2 separate regions of the Zea mays genome follow, and region 1 is linked to region 2. The links are chromatin contacts, called in public HiChIP or PLAC-seq maps. All regions are on one chromosome and are shown on one strand. Each heading gives the region's core, a stretch centred on a gene start, on an enhancer-like site or on the middle of the called end of the contact. The rest is flanking DNA. Distances are from core to core; before and after follow the strand shown. Region 1 holds the start of LOC100279822 (methionine adenosyltransferase). Region 2 holds the start of LOC100273104 (Peroxidase 64).

Region 1 (5,911 bases), core at 679-3,178, 310 kb after region 2:
TGGTGCACCGGACATGACACTGTTCACTGTTCGGTGAGTGCCACGTCAGTCGACCGTTGGGGTTTGGAGCTGTTGACCGTTGAAGTCTTCTATCCTCTTGCGGCACCGGACAGTCCGGTGGCACACCGGACAGTCCGGTGCGTTCTGACTTTGCAGTTCTGACTTCTGACTTCTACTCCGTCCACTGTTCCTTCGTCAGCGCAATCGACCATTGGCGAAGTTGACCGTTGCTCCATTGGCTCACAGGATAGTCTGGTGCCTCACCGGACAGTCCGATGAATTTTAGCGGAGTGGCTCTGAGAAAACCCGAGAGCGGCCAGTTTGCGAGGTGCCTCGGCCTGGGCACCGGACAGTGTCCGGTGCGCCACTGGCTGCACCATTTCTTGTATGCTCCAAACTTTGTAAATTTCCCTCTAGTCTTTTTCTTTGTATGTTTATGTTGAGCTTTATGCACCTAAGAAAAAATAGCTACTAGGCAAACTAGTTAGTCCATATGGTTTGTGATGGACGTCAAATACCAAAATTGATTATAGGAAATAGTTAAGCCCATTTCCCTTTCAGTAGCCAAAGTCTTTGAGTGTTTGCCTCATCCAAAGCAATTGCACACAGCAATGGCCTCCAGCAATATACTTGGCCTCGACGGTGGATAGGGCAGCGGAATTCTGTTTCTTTGAGCTCCAAGACGCTAGGGACCTCAAAAAAACAGACATGTCCCTAATGTGCTCTTCATATCTACCAGCTTGCACCCGACATAATCGGAATCCAAATACCCAATTAGATCAAAGGTAGACTCCTTAGGATACCAGAGCCCGAAGTGAGGCTTGTGAACTGAATGTCTCAAAATCCACTTCACTGCCACAAGGTGGTATTCCTTATGATCAGATTGAAATCTAGCACACATACATACGAAAAACATAATATCTGGTGTACTTAACATTCCTTAGCAGCCAAGGGAGTGTTTGAATGCACTAGAGCTAAAGTTAGCTGTTAAAATTAGTTGAAAACATCCAAACAATCTATCTAATAGTTCAGATATTAGCTATTTTTTAGCAAATTAGCTAATAGTTAGCTAGCTATTTATTAGTTAGTTAATTTCACTAGCTATTTTTAGCCAACTAACTATAAGATCTAGTGCATTCAAATATCCTCTAAAGCTGGTCATATTTCAGCTAAACACTAACAAGCCTACCTGCTAGTGAATGTGAATGGCATTGTGGCAAGCTTGACCAAGTCAACCGTGCCTTTGAATACTGAAACCTATGAGAATAAAAAAAAACTACTGAGATTGGCCCGGGGAAAAAAGAATTACAAAGAGGGTATTCTGAGAGCCGTGATTGAGATTGGGCAGATCAGTGATCATTACCCGGGACCGGGAGTGCTAACTTTGGTGGTCATCAATTTGTTTATGTGGGATTGACCCAATTTAATTCGGTCAAGCGCTATTAGGCATAGCAGAAGGCCTTTTTTTTTTTGCCTGCAATCGTAGTAGTGCCTGGCTGCCTGCAGTTGCGGTGGGTGTGGCCATGCCAACTCGTGTGCGTGCGTGAAGCGCACCGCACCATCACCACAGGCCATCAGCGAGCGGCGCGGGGCCCACGGGCGGTTGGTGAGCGGGGCGGACCGAATCACGCGGCCTCCTCCGGTCGGGACCCGGGGCCAGCGAGTCAGCGGCAAGCTCAGCAGCAGGAGGAAGGGCTGGGCCCTGAGGTGTTTGGTGGGTACGGGTCGCTGTCCGCCACCCAACCCAACCCAACCCCACCCCACCCGTTATATGCTACAGCAGTACAGCGCCACTGCCCGCCCCCTCGCCTCGCCCGCCGGATCCGACCAAATCCAATCCGACGGCGGCGGGCCTCCAGCACTACACTGCGCCCGTGTCCGCTACCGACGGGGGGCTATAAATGGGCCGGAGCGCGGCCCGGCACGGCGTGCGCTGCGGACGGGTCGGATCTGAGACGAGACGAGACGATCCCCCCTCCCCTCAACCGGAACTTGTTTTACCCCATCTCATCCCACTGACTCCACCCACCCACCCGCCCGCTGCCTCCGCCGGATCTCGTCGGACTCGGATCCGCCCGACCACGACCACCCCGCGTCGCCGCCGCGCAGCAGCAGCAGGTGAGCGTCCCTTCTCCTTCGGTCCGCTAGGCGCCTCCGCCGGCGCTCTGCGTTCCGGTGCCCGCTTCCTCTCCCTTCGCCCGTAGGGTTTTGTTCTCGTTGTCTGTGTCAAAACAAAGGCGGACGGTTCTAGGAGCTGCGGGCTCCCGCAATGGTTGGTTCCGCGGCCAGCTGCTGCTCGCTCGGTCAGGCGGTACGCTCCGGCGCGCGTCTCGCGCATTCCTTGCCGCCATCCATCCAAAGCTGGGGCTCGGCATCCTAGGTTCCCTGGTTTCCTTCGTTCGTGCTGAGAAATGTTTTGTTTTCCCCTTAAATTAATAATAATCGGTATATTCAGGGAGGGATATCTATTTTTCCCCTCCTTTCACACACACGCACACCTGTTGGGAGTAGTAGTGATGGTTGTTGTCGTCTTGTCCCGTTCCACTAGACGGGAAAAGAACCACACGTGGTTGGACGAGCCGATCTCGTCGGAACTCCCCATCCGTGCCGTTAGCTCCCAAAAAAAATTCTGTGATTTCCTGTCAGCATGTACATACATGTGCAAATCTGTGAATTTCCCGCAGGCAAAACAAGTGCGCAGAAACTGCTTAGGGGTAGGGGTGCTTTGTTTTTACCTTAGAGAGTGTATAAAGCTTGCTCCCGAAATGATACTGATGCTGATCTCATCTAATCTTATAAAAACAACAGAGTTGGGGAGAAGAATCGGCGATTGGCTTTGTCTTATTCGTCTATAGATAAAGAAACCACATGCTTCGCTTTTTGCTAGGCAAGCTGCACAGGGTTCTGGGGGGTTTCAGAAAATTTATTTATGCAAGCTGTCCAGGAACTTACAGCTACTGGTTCCTGCGTTCACCATGCTCTGTAGTCTGTAGTGTTGTTTCGAGCGCTTCGCTGTACCTCTATGAAGGTTGCTGCTAAAATTGCAGTGGTACTCGGTAACCTTTGGCTGCAATTTTTAGTGAGAAATGATCCTCTACCAGTAAACATAAACCGCATGCTCTAGAAACTTATCCGTACGCCAGATGTGCGTAGGACTTGTCGACGTTTCTTTTTGCTACCTGAATAGAGGATTTGTAGGAGCTTCTTTTTACAAGCTAGCTAGCTGCCAGTTTATGCTTTTACTATGCTCATGGCCGTTGCTTTTATACTCTACTCCAATTTATAAGCTGTTTTGGCATTTCTAATACATAGCTTTTGCTTTGCACCTAGACATAAGCTATGTCTAGATTCATAGCAGAAGATATATACTTAGAAAAGGCAAAACAGACGCCTTATAATTTGGAACAGAGGGAGGAGAAACTACTTTTCCCTCCCTGCAACATGCATTGGAAGAATAATTTGAGCGGTTGCTTTATTCCTAGAATCTTGTTACACGTTTTGTTATTCTTGTGCTGATTCGGGTCGAGGCTTGGTAGATTCCTATTGCCTTATCCACTAAAGCACAAATGCGGAGCATAGTCCTATACGAGTGGATCAGGAATGCCAAACTTTTGCCAGTGGGACTTGTTGACTCTGCGTGAAGAATCTCTCAACCTGAAACTGTGGCCTTGGTGTGTGCCAACAAATGTGCCCTTTTTGTTTGCTTCGTTAGTAGCCTAGTGCTTGTTTTTTTATCCCATGAGACAATAGGAAAATTTTCGACAAAACATTCTTGCCCAAAAGGTCAGGCCTGCTACACCGGTGAGAGCTGTCTCACTGAGTTATTAGGTTGCGGGTTTGAAGCAGCCCCTCCGCATTTGTGGGGGAAGGCTTGCCTCTGCTTATCCCTTCTTTAGACTGAGCCTTTGGCACTGGGTCTGTGTCTGTCCATTCTCGCCCAAAAGGAGTAGTGTGTTTGATTGCATCCTGGGTGTCCATTTTGTTGATCACCAAATCATTTAGTTATTGCTATATCTAAATATCTCATTGCCCTTATATAGGGGAGTACATCGGTCTTTTTCGACATGCAATTCTTTTGGTTATGAGGATTCTCACTTTGCCTTAGTCATTTTATGCTTTAACTAACCATTTGTACTGCCTGCTGCAGATCAGAGAAGATGGCCGGACTCGACACCTTCCTCTTCACCTCGGAGTCCGTGAACGAGGGACACCCTGACAAGCTCTGCGACCAGGTCTCAGATGCTGTTCTGGACGCTTGCCTTGCTGAGGACCCTGACAGCAAGGTTGCTTGCGAGACCTGCACCAAGACCAACATGGTCATGGTCTTTGGTGAGATCACCACCAAGGCCAATGTCGACTACGAGAAGATTGTCAGGGAGACATGCCGCAACATTGGTTTCGTGTCGAACGATGTCGGGCTTGACGCTGACCACTGCAAGGTGCTTGTGAACATTGAGCAGCAGTCCCCTGATATTGCTCAGGGTGTGCACGGCCACTTCACCAAGCGCCCCGAGGAGATTGGAGCTGGTGACCAGGGGCACATGTTTGGGTATGCGACTGACGAGACCCCTGAGCTGATGCCCCTCAGCCATGTCCTTGCCACCAAGCTTGGTGCTCGTCTCACGGAGGTTCGCAAGAATGGAACCTGCCCCTGGCTCAGGCCCGATGGGAAGACCCAGGTGACAGTGGAGTACCGCAACGAGGGTGGCGCCATGGTTCCCATCCGTGTGCACACAGTCCTCATCTCTACCCAGCACGACGAGACAGTCACCAACGACGAGATTGCTGCTGACCTGAAGGAGCACGTCATCAAGCCAGTCATCCCCGAGCAGTACCTCGACGAGAAGACAATCTTCCACCTCAACCCGTCTGGCCGCTTCGTCATCGGCGGACCTCACGGCGACGCTGGCCTCACTGGCCGGAAGATCATCATCGACACCTACGGTGGCTGGGGAGCCCACGGCGGGGGCGCCTTCTCCGGCAAGGACCCGACCAAGGTGGACCGCAGCGGGGCCTACGTCGCGAGGCAGGCTGCCAAGAGCATCGTCGCCGCCGGCCTCGCCCGCCGCGCCATTGTCCAGGTCTCCTACGCCATCGGCGTGCCCGAGCCCCTTTCGGTGTTCGTGGACACGTACGGCACCGGCGCGATCCCCGACAAGGAGATCCTGAAGATCGTGAAGGAGAACTTCGACTTCAGGCCCGGCATGATCATCATCAACCTCGACCTCAAGAAAGGCGGCAACGGGCGCTACCTCAAGACGGCGGCCTACGGGCACTTTGGGAGGGACGACCCCGACTTCACCTGGGAGGTGGTGAAGCCCCTCAAGGCGGAGAAGCCGTCTTCTGCATGAGGCGCCTCCTCTGTTTTGGAAGAAGCTTTTGGTCTGGTCTGGTCTGGTCTGGTGTGCCTGCGCTCTATCATGCTTTTTTATGGCTCCTACTTGTGATTCTTGATCTGCCCCTTGCTTATCATTTGTACTGTACTGTCACTGTCCTAATAAGTGGTACGTGTGCGGGGTCGTATTGTGTCTGCTTATTCACCTACTAGAGGATTATTTCTGGTTTTGCTGCTTATGTAATGCTTTTAAAACCATGAAAGAAGCTACAGGCTCCTACAGCTGCTTTGAGAAGTAACGGAACCTCGTGCATTTTGGGTTATATATAGACTAGATATGTGTCGTGCGTTGCCACGAGAGTTAAAATTTCTAAGACATTAATAACCGCACGCAGATAGTTAATTTTCTAACTTGGCTTATGTTGCACAAGCTGAAGCACATATTCAGCCGGCGCGGTAGAGCGCGTACGCCTGGCATGGGTATGTGCGGTTGGCGGTGCAGTTGAACCCCTCGACGGACGCCGGCGCGGCCGTGGCCAAGGTCGTGTTCTGCGACCGCGCCGGGGCGGGGAACGC
Region 2 (5,853 bases), core at 896-3,395:
AATTAAACACCAATGAGGAAGATATTAAATTAAAGAAATAGGGATGGCCAATTCTTGTGACCCTATAAAATTTTCCTCCTTCCAAATGAAATCTCCCCCTTTGTTATAAGAATTTGTTCACAATAATTTGACCCTTGCAATAAATAGACTAAGTTGATCCTATATGTATGCATAAATATGATGAATAGAAAACCATATGCATAACATAGTAATGAATTGAAAACATGTGGGAGTTTAACCTATACGAAGAAAGCAAGAAAGAGATACTAAATAATCTTGAAACCAATATGCATGGTGTTTGGGGTCTGCTTCGTCGCCGAAGGTCCTGTGAGATGAAGCACCTTCGGAAGGTCAGAAGAAGAATAATGTCGAAGCTACCAATCAGGAAGCTTCGTAGTATAATTCAAAATGCACCGACTTAAAGATGAGATGACCAATCGGCCCATGATAAACTGTGTAAAAATTGTAATCATTTATAGAGGACATGAATGTAAATTCACACAGGATGCGTCCTATGCCTATAAATAGGTGAACAGTACCCCATACTGTTCAAACTTTTTCGCATCACATCTATATCTTCGTATTCGATCAAGCTCAAGGTACAAATGTAATTTAGTTTAACTTTCATGTATTCTTGATTATTTAACAATAAATGTTCATATTTCAATATTATGTAATTATTTATGTTGTTGTCTTATGTTTCATAACCTTCATCCTTTAATTATACATGTCGTGTTTATGAAGGTATGTCCTTCATAACCTTCGTCTGAAGATCATTATATTCTAAGGGAAATAATGCTTAGAAGGACGAAGGACATTAACATTTAATATTTTTCTGGTGTGTTGCCTTGTTCTTAATTCATAGCATTTGAGAACAAGTCTCCAACACATGGTATTAAAGTCGATATATGTATGGTACCTACTGCTGTAGAAATCTTGAAACACAAAGAATGTTACTTGATAAACTTGTTTGATTTCACACCCTTGAAGAGAACGAAAAACACTCTACATAATGTTGATGTATGGAACGTATAAACAAACATAATTCGCGGGGTAATTAGCTAAACTTGACGACTAGTAGTGTGGGTTGACGGCGAAGCACTTCTCCCTGATCTCTCCCTCGTCGCCGGTGAGCACCTGGACCTTGCCCATCTTAACCATGGCCTTGGCGAACTTGACCTGCCATGCCTTCTCGACTGCGGCGTTGAAGTGGACCATTCCGGCAGTCCATGGGTTTTCGAGCAGTGTGTTGTCGGAGATGAACAGGACCTTGTGCGCCAGCACGTTCTTGTAGTACTGGTTGTCGAAGGTCGCCGACGTGACTGGGTCAAGCGGCACCACCGTGGGGTCCATCTGGTCGTTGCTGGACGGCCATGGGCAGCGCATCTTGAGGTGCTCAGCGTAGGCAGGGTCGAGGGACGGGTCCGTCCGCCCCAGCTGCCCGCTGAAGTTGTAGAGGCGCTCCGTGAACGAGGAGCAGTGGGAGCGCCCGATGGTGTGCGCGCCAGAGAGCGTGACCATGTCGTCGGCGTTGAGCCCCTTGCGCTTGAAGCTCTCGATGAGCTCGTCGACCTCGTCAGTCGGGGCAGGGACATTGTTGTCGAGCACCTCATCCTCTTTGGACACGCGGCCGTCACGGCGGCCAGACGGGACCTTGTAGTCCAGGCCGCCGGCGAGGTAGGCGCTGTCACGGGCCGCGAACGCGACGATGTCGGCGCAGGAGACGGTGCGCGGGCAGTGCGCCTCGAGGACGGCCTTGGCGTCGTCGACGACGTCGAAGCCACGCATGCTGGGGTTGTTGGCCACGGAGTCCTTCTCGGCCTTGTTGTCCGGCGTGGAGTTGATGAGGATGGAGCCGTCGCAGCCCCGGACGAAGCAGTCGTGGAAGTGCATGCGGATGAGCCCCGCGCCGACGCCGGGCTCGCGGGCTATGCCGCGGCGGACGGCGTTGCGCACGATGTCCTCGGCCTGTGGGCACGAGTGCTCGTAGAAACCGACCTCAAGTTTCCCCGGCGGCGAGGCGTGTGATGCCACCGATGAGGAGGCGGCGACGACGAGTGCTGCCAGCACGGCCGCCAACCATGTCATCGACCCCATGATCAGCTGCAGTCTCAGCAAGTTTGCTGTAGTCGCTTGAGTTCAAGTCGATGGTGATGTTGATCGCTCAGAACTGAAGCTGATGAGGAGATATGAGGGATGGTGCTGCCGCTGGGTCTCTATTTATACATTGGAGGTAGCTTGCATGGCAGTATGTCGCAATAATCATGGCGTGTTTGTGCACCCAGTCAACAAATAAGACCCAATCTTCGCGTTCCCTAGCTAATGTCTGCTAGACCCTCTCTTTCCATGCACCATCCTTAAAATAAAAACAACTCCTTCCGAACAACACAGCTGCAAAACATGCATCTTCTTGTCCTTGTTTTCGATTGCCACCACACGCGTCGAATTCTCAAAAGCAAGAAAAACATTATTTTGATATATGTAGCAACACCTCTTCTCCTAGAGGATCTCTTGCAAGAAGAGGGGTAATCTTTATCAATTTTATTTTTCATGAAAACAGTAAACTAACTCAAAAAAAAACTTTTTTTCTTGTAAATTTTCTCGTAAAACCTGCAAAAAGTAGGCCTTTCCGTGCATGCATGCAAATTGCAAATGCAAATGAAAACCGTGTTAATCGATGATGGAGAAAACTTCACTATTTGAAAACTAGCTAGCTAATAAGAGAGCCAACAGTAAGCTTATACGTCACCATCTACCTAATGTTACCCGGAGACTTGGTAGCACACCGTCTGTAGCAGCTCTCATAATCATATGCAAAAGCAAGAGTTGTTGAGAGAGAACGAGGTGTGAAGGTTGCTTTAGAAAACCCTCTGACAAGAAGGTGCAGGTCGTTAACTTGTGTACGTAACATTGACGAGGTCTCGACAGGGCATATGATATATATGTGATCAGCCTGGAGGATCGCACGATGTCAGCAATAATTAAGCCGTATAGAATTGATTTACCTTGCAGCTCGCACTTGGTCAAGAGATTTGGTGGTCTTCTAGGATTTTTGTATCATTTCATGGAAGAAAGCCGGATTGTGTCGGCCCCTAATTATTAAGGCCATGTTTAGAACCACTAAAACTAATAATTATCTACTAAAAATTAGTTGTTAGGTTCCAAACAGACTCAGTTAATACCGTAGCTAATTGTTAGCTACCTCACAACTAACAATTAGTTTATTAGCATGGCTAATAATTTATTAGCTGATTAACTATTAACGCTCTAGGGTTCCAAATAGGGCCTAAACACAGTCATCGTGGAATTATTCTTTTCTCCTAAAAAGGCAGAGACGAAAGGTATGCAGCTGATGAACGGGTTCGATCAATATAATTCCATCGACACCCACCTACCATCCATATATCACGCGTAATGATTTGATCAAATCCCATGCGAATTTTAAACCCTCTATAGATTAACGGTTTGATTGATGATTATTAGACTCGAGGTATATAACTACGTACTACTAAATTTAGTCACGCCCCGCCCCACCTTCAATTTGACCTTTTCTTGTTTTGTTTTTTTTCTCTCTCTCTCTCTCTCCGTCTTTGCTGCACGGAAACGCTTTTAATTTGGTGCAGGTTGGTTGATGCAGCTAGCAGGTAAGGTAGCGTATGTAGTTCTAGCTAGCCACAACAACCAATGAACCGGAAGAGATATATGAGAAATATTGGCTAGTACGTACGTACGTATACGTAGCGGTTGACTATGTACACAAGACAGACAAAAATGCCCCGTACACTGCATTTCCACACACAAAAACAACGCTGTCAAAATAAAGTCAACTTTAGACTATGCCAAGTGCTGATCAAATGGCCGACAGCTGTACAACTAGCATAATTGTAGATTCACGTTGTGGCAAAACCCTAAACCCTAAACTCTAGCAACGAAAATATCCTCAGGCCTTGTTCGTTTGTCCAGGAATGGACCAGGAATCAATTCAGCTGATCAAAACTTATATAAATTAGAGAAACAAATCGGATAGGAATTGTTCCATGCCTTCATTCCGAAAGAAACGAGCGGCTCCTCAGGTGAATTGTGGCCCGCCGGTACAAACATATGGTTCATATATAAATTGGCAATGAGTGGTGGTTAACACTTTAATAACCGACAATTAAAATTCAGTTGAGTTTGGAGAGTAACCATAGCATAATTGTAGCGGTTGTGCAACATTCCTTTTACCTTTGTGGTTGTGGTGCATATGTGTGGAGCACATAGACGATCATGGAGTTGAGAACGATGCTATCTCGTGATCCAAGTCTAAGTTCTTGTATATGGATTTGGGTTTTCCACTACAGCACAACTACAGCACAAAGACCTTTAGTGCGGTTGGAAATCGGCTATAGCAACAGATTCTCAGCCAATACTACGCAACTAGGACAAAAGTTCTCATTCTTTAGTCTCGATTGCATGAAATAGTACTAAAGGATTCATTAGCACCAGGTGGCTCCATCTATCCAATAAAAAGAGCCTCGAAACATAAAAACTAAGAGCGTCTCCGACATTGACTTATAAAAATATAGGACTCAACTCATAAAAATAGCGTCGTCGGTGCCCTATTTTATAAATTTTCTGTTATAAATGAATACGACACAAAGGGATAAATGAATACGACACAAAGTGGAATCAATCACAGAGAAGATACAGATTTAACGTGGAAAACCCCTCTAAAGCGAAGGGGAAAAAACCACGGGTGCCGGCCAACAACTTCTCACTATTTTCGGGTGGTTACAGATCGCAGGAGATTTACAATTGAGATGATTATCTCCTGTGGCTTACAAAGATATTTATAGAGGTGAAACCCTAAAACGAGTAGGGAAACAATCCGTACCGCGGGGGGCGGAGCCCCCCCCACCCCCAGGCGTCCCTGAGCCATGGGAAGGCCAGTTGGCATGGCTGCGCTCCCGCCCAAGCCTCCCGCCGACGGGCCTCCGCTTCGCTCGCCAACTTGGCCGCCTTCTTCAGAATTTGGATCACAAACTCAACAAACTCCACCTTGAGACAAATTCCTTGTAGCATCATAATAGCAAACTCCACCTTAAACAAATGCATCATCATCCTGCCGACGCCAACAACCACTAAGGCTAATTTATAATACCAACTAAGTTTGAGCATAGCTCAAACTTAGCAACAGAAACATGCTTTGTCATCATATCAGCAGGATTATTATGAGTACTGATCTTGCATACCTTCACCAACCCTTTTTCAATGATATCACGAACGAAGTTTCGGCTCAAACCTGAGTTGGACAACATACACCGAGCCTTGGAGATTATTGTTCTGTTCATACGCTCTGCCACACCGTTCTGCTGAGGTGTATATGGTATAGTGTGGTGCCTCACAATGCCCTCCTTCCTACAGAAAGAGTTAAAATCACCAGAACAAAACTCCATACCATTGTCAGTTCTCAGAACTTTCAGCTTCTCAACCATAGTCTTCCAAACCTTGAAAGACTAAAAGGCATCTGATTTTTGCTTAAGAAAATCCAATTGCACTTAATTGCCTTTTTGCCAGAAGGCAGCCAAACTAGCTTCATAGGTTTGAAGCTGGAGTCGATCTGTATGTCAAAGGATCTAACCAGCAAGATGCATGTCAAAATGAAGTTGTTCTCTGTCGGTGTTTTGGGTCCGACCGCACACCCGGGGTTGCCCCTCGAGGTGTTTTTAGGGGTAGGATGGTGTCACCGACTGTAGCAAAATGGTTCGTGCCAGATGCACGAAGGACAATATGCAATGTTTACAGGTTCGGGCCGCTTAGAGATGCGTAACACCCTACGTCCTGGCGGAGATGCTTTGAGTTATGGGTTACAAG

The links. HiChIP or PLAC-seq counts read pairs in DNA pulled down with a chosen protein or histone mark.
Region 1: a contact with region 2 is called in an H3K4me3 HiChIP or PLAC-seq map of leaf, with 3 times the contacts expected there. The contact joins the promoter of LOC100279822 here to the promoter of LOC100273104 in region 2. A contact is called at or near these places in 2 of 25 Hi-C or Micro-C datasets (bundle sheath and endosperm) and 1 of 3 datasets of contacts at active chromatin or transcription factors (leaf).

Annotation. Positions count from the first base shown.
Region 1 is chr10:88,208,720-88,214,630 of Zm-B73-REFERENCE-NAM-5.0, forward strand. It overlaps LOC100279822 (methionine adenosyltransferase), which reads left to right and starts at 1,929. Exons shown (of 2, transcript NM_001152777.2): 1 at 1,929-2,118; 2 at 4,148-5,634. The coding sequence starts at 4,158. The coding sequence ends at 5,351.
Region 2 is chr10:87,895,634-87,901,486 of Zm-B73-REFERENCE-NAM-5.0, forward strand. It overlaps LOC100273104 (Peroxidase 64), which reads right to left and starts at 2,146. Exons shown (of 1, transcript NM_001147553.1): 1 at 898-2,146. The coding sequence starts at 2,097. The coding sequence ends at 1,075.